Regions from separate parts of the Mus musculus genome. Here region 2 is linked to region 1. Evidence: chromatin contacts called from public HiChIP or PLAC-seq data. All regions are on one chromosome and are shown on one strand. The core of a region is the stretch at or near the end of the contact, and the rest is flanking DNA. Distances in the headings are between cores, read along the strand shown. Region 1 has its middle 150 kb from the start of Gm12511. Region 2 has its middle 25 kb from the start of Gm34482.

Region 1 (4,304 bases), core at 1,581-4,080:
CTGAGATCCAGACCCCTGTGGAATCAGGAGCAATCACAACACCCACAGCTCACACTTCCACATCACTGTTGGCTCTGTGGTCATGTTACCGTAGTTAGACCTTGCAACAAGACTGAAAGGTTAGAGTCAGGATTCCTGTTTTACAGATGAGAAAATTGAGATGCCAATCACAGGCTGACCACACAGTAGTAAGTGGTCAAGCTTCAAAGAAAAGGTCCCAGTGACCGCCCCATTTTCAAAATGAGCACCAGAGAATATGGTTACTAGACAGATGATACAGATGAGACAACAGGGTGGATCCAATGCAGAAGCAGCAGAACACTGAAGGATGCCCAGCTCCCACCATCCCCACTACTTAATCACACGGTACCAAGTGTGCCTGGAGTTTTCCCTTTCTTTAGAAGTCAGATGAGTCTCTTTCTGAGTAGAGAACCTGATTTCAAGATGTTGGAGTTGTTTTCAATATTCAGACTCTTGATTGACTAAGTGAAGGCTAAAAGACAGGCATGGCTGACAGGTCAATCTTTATGTCCCCTATGGACCATGATATGGCAGAGAGCATCCTGTCTCATTGGGTGCCCAACATGGGCTGTACAACAAACTCAAAGTGATGGTGAGAAGGCCATTGAAGAGGCTGTGGAGGCTGGGCCTGGGAGACTTTAAGGTCCCTGAGTCTGAGGCTGCATTAGTTCATGAATTGATACAGCAGAGGTGGGAGGATGTGTTATCAAGAAGCCCTGAACAAAGACTCACAGCCAGGAGTCAGCTTCGCCTCTCCATTCACTGACTGTCCAAAATTCTTCATAGATCCTTTCTTTTGGGATTCTGGGATGGCTCTCCCATAAATCTCAGACCTGACTGGTTTATTGGCAGTGATCCCAGGAAAAGAAAAGCCTCATATTCTTGGCCCATTCTACACCAACTCTGCTCCTAACCCATATATCTTCTCAAACTCCTACCCCAGAACTTCCACCTCACCCAGCATCTTAAGCCACCCAGTCCCAACCAGAAGATGCTTGCTGGCCTCTTGTCTTTTCTTCTATATCTGAAATAGAACCCCCTGAATATCTCATCCCCAAGTGTTCATTACACCCTATCTTGATGCATTTTCTGTTGCATAACAGAATACCTGAGTGTCAGAAGTTTATAAAAGACATTCATCTAGTTCACAGTTTCTTGAGCTGTGGACTTCCAAGATCAGGTCACTTCACTTGGTGAGGGTTTCTTGCTGCATTGAAATAGTAGATGCAGAAAGGAGTTACTGGGGAAAGAAAGATGACTCTCAGAGTGATCATCCCCTCTCTCTGGAGAAAGGTATGGGTACCTTCTTGTTAAAAGAAGGGGCCTAACAGCTCCAGTATTGACACATTAACCAAAATTGCATGCCAAAAGCTTTGAAGAAACACATTCAAATGGTAGTATTGCTACTGTCTACAGAGGTCAACCCTGGGGATGCACGCATCACCATGAGCAAGAGGATTATGGGAACGCTGAGACCAAACCATTGTCTAGCTGCTCTGGGCAGGGGAGGCTTGAGCATAAAATGCAGGGAGTTCTAGCAACCTGATCTCTCCTATGCTTGCCTCTTTTGTCCTATGAGCACCCGATCCTATTGATTGCATTTCCTTGAGGGGTACATCTTGCCATGGCTGGAAGTACTAGGGGGGAAACCCTAGAGGCTAATTTGAGAGAGAGAGAGAGAGAGAGAGAGAGAGAGAGAGAGAGAGAGAGAGAATTATGGCGCTCTCTCTCTCACTCTGTGTGTGTGTGTGTGTGTGTGTGTGTGTGTGTGTGTGTGTGTGTGTGTTCTCATTTACAGACACACTTCTAAATTAGAAGCTGGCTTTTGCCTCTGCTGTGGCAAGACAACCCTAAACCTGCTGCCAGGGCTTTAAGATGGAATACAAATACTCCCCTCCAATCTCTTCAGAGAAAACAAGAGCCAACAGCTTGCCCCAGGCATCTAGCCAGGCTCCTTTCAATGCAGGATGGGCACATGGGAGCTGTTCAGCAATCCCTCCTCTCCTTCTGCAAACACTCCCATGGCCAGCTGCAGGGCAGGCCCATAAGCAGAGTTGGTCCCTGAGCGGATGCTCAGATCCACATCTCACTCAGGGTCTGGCCCAGGGCCCCTCACCTCAGGCCAACAGCAGCTAGTCATCTGGAAAGGACTCCAGTCATCCACTGGACAGGGAGGGGATCACTAAAATGGGGTAGGATGCTGACCTCACACCCTGCAGGCAGGCCTCAGGGAACTCACCTTGCACTGCTGTGACTATAGACACACACTTGCCACCAACTTGTCTATATAGCTCATTGTGCTTTTCTTTATGGGATTCTTTTTCATAAAATCAATAGTGATCTATTTGAGGGACATTTCAAAGACATACAAGTTATTCTTCTAGTCAATTCCACAGCTCAAATCTCTAGCTCCTAATAAAAAAAATCCATGCTCAATAAATGGTGAACAAAAGGGCAGAGGAGAAGGAAAAGAGGGAGGAGAGAGGAGCTCTTTGGGGTGGGGGAGGTCTAATTTGTCCTTCTGTATTCAGGTGGCCTTTTCCTCCAAATCTACCTCAGACTGGTGGTAGCCTTAAAGTGTGTGTGTTTTTTTTTAATGACTTTCGTAACTTCCATGGTAATGACTTAGCACAGTCGGGGCCACTTCATGTCCAGCAGAGCAGTACAGCCCACGTGCTGTCACTTACATCGCCAACTACTCTATGTCATCACTATGCCTCAGGATTTCTCAGTCTCAGCCCTGGGGACACAGGAGCCAAGGACTGGCAGGGCCATCCCGTGGTCGTCATTCAGCACTCACCAGCAACTCTGACCTCTTCCCGCTCCCTATATGGCCTTCTCAGAGTTGTGACAACCAAAGAATTCTTCCAGGCATTACTAAGTGTTCCCTGCGGCTCAACATTGCTTCATTTCAAATCTCTCTGTTAATTCCAAATACTAGGAAACTGAGGCAGATCAGTTAAGCCAAGCGAGTTGCCCACTGTTATATATGTGGGAATTCCTCCCAAACCTGCCTGGTTCTATTGATTTTTACCAGACCACCTTTCTGTCAAAAGCCAGGACTAGCTGCCCAGGGGACCTTTGTTGGGACGCACTACAGGCTCACCCCCTATCCCTGCTGCTATATCACAGTTCAAACAACTTGAGATCCCTGGCATGCAAGCAGAGCCTCCCCAGCAGTGTGGCTGAGCGAAAGGCCAAGCAGCTTGGAAAACATTTACTCATGCTCTGGCCAGGCCTGGAGACATTGCCAGTGATAAATCATATCTCTTAATTATCTGCGATCCTGAGGCCAGCCAAGATTTCCCTCTGGTGACAAATATTTGCTACAAGACACACACACCCCAATTCCCCCCAGAGGAGAAGCAGCTTAAAGAGAGGTCTGAGCTGGCTTCCTGTCAACCCTCCTCCTGTCCACCCATCCCTCAGGAGCTGGGTCCCTGCCTGGGCATGCCTCTTTTTGAAATTCCCAGCTTTCTGTTGGGGTTTTAGCATTGTGTGCTCTTGGAACAGTTCCCAAATTAGAGAGTCACTTGCTTATGCTAATCAGGGACGAAACAGGAAATAGAAGGGCATAGGGTCTGGGTTCAAGTCAACTTGGGACAGGAAAAGCATCTCCTCTTGGTCAGAGCCCTCCTCAGTATAAGGCTACGGCCCTGGCTTGTCGGCTCCTACACCTGCTAGTCTGTCTAGGGCTCTCTAGAGTCTTATTGCTATCCACTCCTCCCAATGGCCACAGTCATGCTGAACCTACTGAAAAGCTTTTAAACATGATGGCATATATTACTGCTTTCCTCTCTTCACTGACCAGAAAACACCTATTCACGATCTGAAATCTGCTGTAAATAAATGCCCCAGCCCCACCCCAGATCCCGTGTGTTTCCCTATCCCCCTGTGCCTCTGCAGCTTGCACCAACAGCAGTTTAACCTGATGTCCACTGACTTGAAGTGGATATTCAAACCATTTTCTCCCAGGATCTTCCTTCTCACAAAGCTTGGTTTTCGTTGACCCGACGATGTGTAGCTTGCTTGGGTGTTCTCCGAAGAGCCTACAAAGAGCTTTTTGATGCTCAGAGCCCCTAGCCCCACCTTGTTTACAGGACTGTTCAGGAAGTTCTATCACTTCTTATGAGCTCAATTGAATTCCCATTACAGTTGGATGTCTCTGACAAGGGGCTAGGCTCATTGAAGGTACTTAGCCATGTTCTGTCCCTCTCTTCTTCGTGTCAAAATGTCAAGGGATCTGTTACCTACTTCTATGCATCAACTTCCTGAGAGAAACC
Region 2 (3,798 bases), core at 1,023-3,522, 210 kb before region 1:
ATGGTCACAACCAAAATGCGGCAGGACTTTTATAAATATATATATAAAGCATCAATCTGTAAAGCATTAAAACTTCCAAGAAGAAAGCGCTTCCTGAAGCAGGTGCACTGGCTTATATGACACAGTGATTCCAGAGTGGCTAATAGATCAGGTAATTTGTCCACTTTCCTGGAGTAAAGGCTTAGGCTGGGGCTCACATTAGCTCAGAGCCCTGTGCATGATGCTGCATGCCTCCTTCAATGCAGTTCAATTAAGCTTAATATCCTATGACTCAAGGGTTTGCACACCAAGGCTTGGCACTTAATATTGTAATTACCTCTTTTGATTAGAACTGCCTTTCATAAGCAAATCAAGGCAGTGGTTTGACAAGCTTGAGGAATTGCTTAGGGAGCTCACTCTACAAGTTCCACGGGGGAATTATAATCACGGTAATTATCGTCCAAGCGAGATTCCAGTTCTCCATGTACGGGATGTACTGGGAGGTAAGTGCATAAGAGTCACGCATTGCGTCCTCCCCCCTCCCCCCTCCCCCGCTCGGGGTAAGCTGCAGAACTGTAAACAAGGAACAAGCTTGAAGCAAGCTCAGTGCAGTCCACAGGCTGAGTTGCTTGTAGTGAGACAGGGCTCAGACTGTTCAGTACATTGAAAGCAATTACTTGGCCACACTGCGGTTGTGGGTTTTGTTTCTCCTCCTCTCCACTGAAACTGGACACATAGCTGGTAAAAACCCACTCACCAATTCGGTGCTAATGGTTGGAACTCTGTGGACAATGAGATGCGAATCCACACTCCGCTCTTTGCGAGGTAAAGATAATGTTGCCCTGATTATAGAAACTAAAATCATCAAGAATCCGGGTGGGTAATGATGCGGGACAGGATTTGGCTCCGAGTTTTTAGGGTCTCAGTCAGTGTGCAGATAAAATGGCCCCTGAAGGATGAATACAGACTCTGTTGGTGATGCTCTGAGCGTGCTGGGCTGATTTTTACAAAACAGATGTCTCAAGGAGACTGAAAGCCTTTTCTAAGCCGCAAGAGAGTCTTGTTACACAGAAGTATTCAGCCTACGGATGAGCAAGCTGCCTTTCTGGACCCATGGCCACGCGCTGGTTGCCCTGGGAGGCTGGAACAAGTCTCTCATATTAAAACACACCATCTGCCTACAGTGCTCCAAGGAGACTCTAAGAAATAGTTACTAGTTCTCTTTTTCTTGGAGAATTTTTTTTTATGTTGGGGGCCCCTTACTCTCTGGAAACATTATCTCTCATGTCAAAAGTCCATACTAGTTGTTCCCCACTGCACACACTCCACAGTCATCGCCCCTCACCCTGGACTTTTTCTCTCCATCATCCACAGCCCAAAGATTCTTTTAAAAATTAACAAAAACAGAAGGGAAAAAAATGCCACAAGACCAAGATTACTAGCAGATGTTCCGGCGATGCTGGAGAGTGGAAAAGGCACTGGAGACTGGAATTCCCTCCTCAGCCCCTTTGGAAAGCAGCACAGAGCTAGTGATGGTCTCGAGGACACACCTCAATGCACTTCCTCACGGTTTCATTCTTTCAAGAAATATCCTCTGAATAAGAAAAGATGCCAAGCCTGCAGCTGAGCTCCTCCGCCACAAAGGGAATAAGAAACATTTACTGAGAGCTTGTTATGTGCAAGACACTACTCTAAACCTCCCAGGTTAGAGTGTACTAACCCAGTTTCCATAACAACTCATGTTTATCCTCAAATGGGAAAACAGTGACAGGGAGTGATGATAAAATTGTTGGTCCAAACAGCAATATGAACTAACCAGTACCCCCAGAGCTCGTGTCTCTAGCTGCATATGTAGCAGAGGATGGCCTAGTTGGCCATCATTGGGAAGAGAGGCCCCTCAGTCTAGCAAACCTTATATGCCCGAGTACAGGAGAATGCCAGGGCCAAAAAGCGGGAGTGGATGAGTAGGGGAACATGGCAGGGGGGAGGATATAGGGGGAGGATAGAATTTGAAATTTGAAATGTATATAAAGAAAATATCCAATTAAAAAAATGTGAAAAAAATTGATGGTCCAAAATCACACAGGTGGGAGAAAGAGAGTTCAGAACTGGAGCCTCAGTAGTCGGATTCTTTAGCCTAAGCCACAAGTCAACAAGCTTTTCCTGTAAAGGGCAAGATAAGAAATGATTTAGACTTCATGAGCCAAATGGTCTCCTGCTATTACTCACTTCAGCTACAATAGCTCAGAAGCAGTGCTGGGTAATGCATACATAAGCAGGCGTGGCTGGGTTCTGATATGACTATATGCATGGATGCTGACATCTGAATTGCATAGCATTTTTATGTGTCATGAAGTAGTCCTGATCGGTTGAGTAATTTTTCCTAGTCGTTTAAAAATATAAAACTCTTAACAACATCATGAATTAAACAAAATAAGAGGTAAGCTAGATATATTTTCAGTCTCTAAGACTGATCCCTGGCCCAGGTTATATTAGGAAATAACACAGTGTTATTTTCCTTGTGGGTCCTGTAACCTGGCTGGGGGGTGTAAGCTGAGAGCTTTACATTTGTGCACTTGATGCTTGTTTGGCCTGCATCACTCCACCTATAGCCTCCCCTGTCCCTGGTTCAATCCTTCTTGTCTGAAGGGGTTCACAGTGACCTCTTTCCTCTAAGGCATCTTTTCTTGATGCTTGTTGCTCTCTTCCCAGTGATAACGTTTCTTCCCAGCACTCTCTCCTCTATGTTAATGGCCTTACAGCTACCTAATGCTATGTCTGCATAGAGAAGTAAGATCTCATATATTTGTCCTTTCCAGGATCCTAATCAGACTCGACATGGACAGGACATACACAGGTTAATGGAATTATTTTAAGGATGGAGAATTATTGCCCAGGTGAAGGCAAAATGAACATATAAACTGAGTTGTATAAAAGAGTACTCAGGGCCAGTAAGATGGAGGAGAGCTGGTATGGTATCCTGGGGGTACAGCAAGCACGGTCAGTCAAGAAGCAGGATAAGCAGGGATGAGCAGGTATAGCAGCTCATGCCTATCATCCCTAGCACTTAAAAGACTGTGACAGGGAGATAGATAACCGTGAGTTCAAGGCTACAGAGTGAGTGGGATAGAGTGAGACCCAGGTAACACAGTCAAACACAAACCAAAAAGAAGAACAAAAGGAGGAGCAAGAAGAGGAGGAGGAGGAGGAAGAGGAGGAGGAGGAGGAGGAGAAGCAGGAGGGGCAGGAGGAGGAGGAGGAGGATAAAGTAGAGGAGAGGGAGGAGGAAAAGAACGAAGAAGAGGAACAGTGACTGCAGCAGCTAGCAGCAGCAGCCAGAATAATGAAAAGTACGGCATGACCAGTTATCAGTAGACCAGGAAAACTGTGCAAGTGATAAAAGGAGCAGCCTTGAAGTCAGTGCTTGCATTAGCACTGGATCCCCACTGGGCATATTTGCATGTTCTAAAATTTGGGGGATGCTGTTGACAATTTCAGATTTATTGTTTCTATGATCTGACTTTCTCCTAAAGGATAAAAACATTTCACCCCCAAAATGTGCAGCCTGGGTGTAATTAATATAATGAGTTACAGGCAGCAGAGACTCAGGGGATGCAAGATGAGTTCTAGACTCACTTTATTTCCTTGAAAGCAAGATGTAGACAGCCCTTTGAGGAAGATACCCCTGTGTCTCAGCAGAGAGGGCTGCTATCCTCAGTGAAGAGAGAAACAAAACACTCAGATGTGTCACAACCTCAATGACAGATAACTTTGCTTCCTTTAGTTCATGCAGTGATTTCCAATTGCCAATGTCAGTTG

The links. HiChIP or PLAC-seq counts read pairs in DNA pulled down with a chosen protein or histone mark.
Region 2: a FOXA1 HiChIP or PLAC-seq map of pancreatic cancer cells shows a contact between it and region 1. The contact joins two enhancer-like sites. A contact is called at or near these places in 1 of 15 datasets of contacts at CTCF or cohesin (the NIH/3T3 cell line), 2 of 484 Hi-C or Micro-C datasets (the MC3T3-E1 cell line and pancreatic cancer cells) and 2 of 115 datasets of contacts at active chromatin or transcription factors (fibro-adipogenic progenitors and pancreatic cancer cells).

Annotation. Positions count from the first base shown.
Region 1 is chr4:55,721,052-55,725,355 of GRCm38.p6, reverse strand. No RefSeq gene overlaps it. Among named protein-coding and RNA genes, the nearest start is that of Gm12511, 150 kb to the right of the region's middle. Within about 2 kb of position 2,830, at least 70 of the 459 cell types and tissues checked have an H3K27ac peak or open chromatin away from gene starts, as enhancers often do. A contact at or near this core is called in pancreatic cancer cells, where this site is marked.
Region 2 is chr4:55,926,040-55,929,837 of GRCm38.p6, reverse strand. No RefSeq gene overlaps it. Among named protein-coding and RNA genes, the nearest start is that of Gm34482, 25 kb to the left of the region's middle. Within about 2 kb of position 2,272, at least 35 of the 459 cell types and tissues checked have an H3K27ac peak or open chromatin away from gene starts, as enhancers often do. A contact at or near this core is called in pancreatic cancer cells, where this site is marked.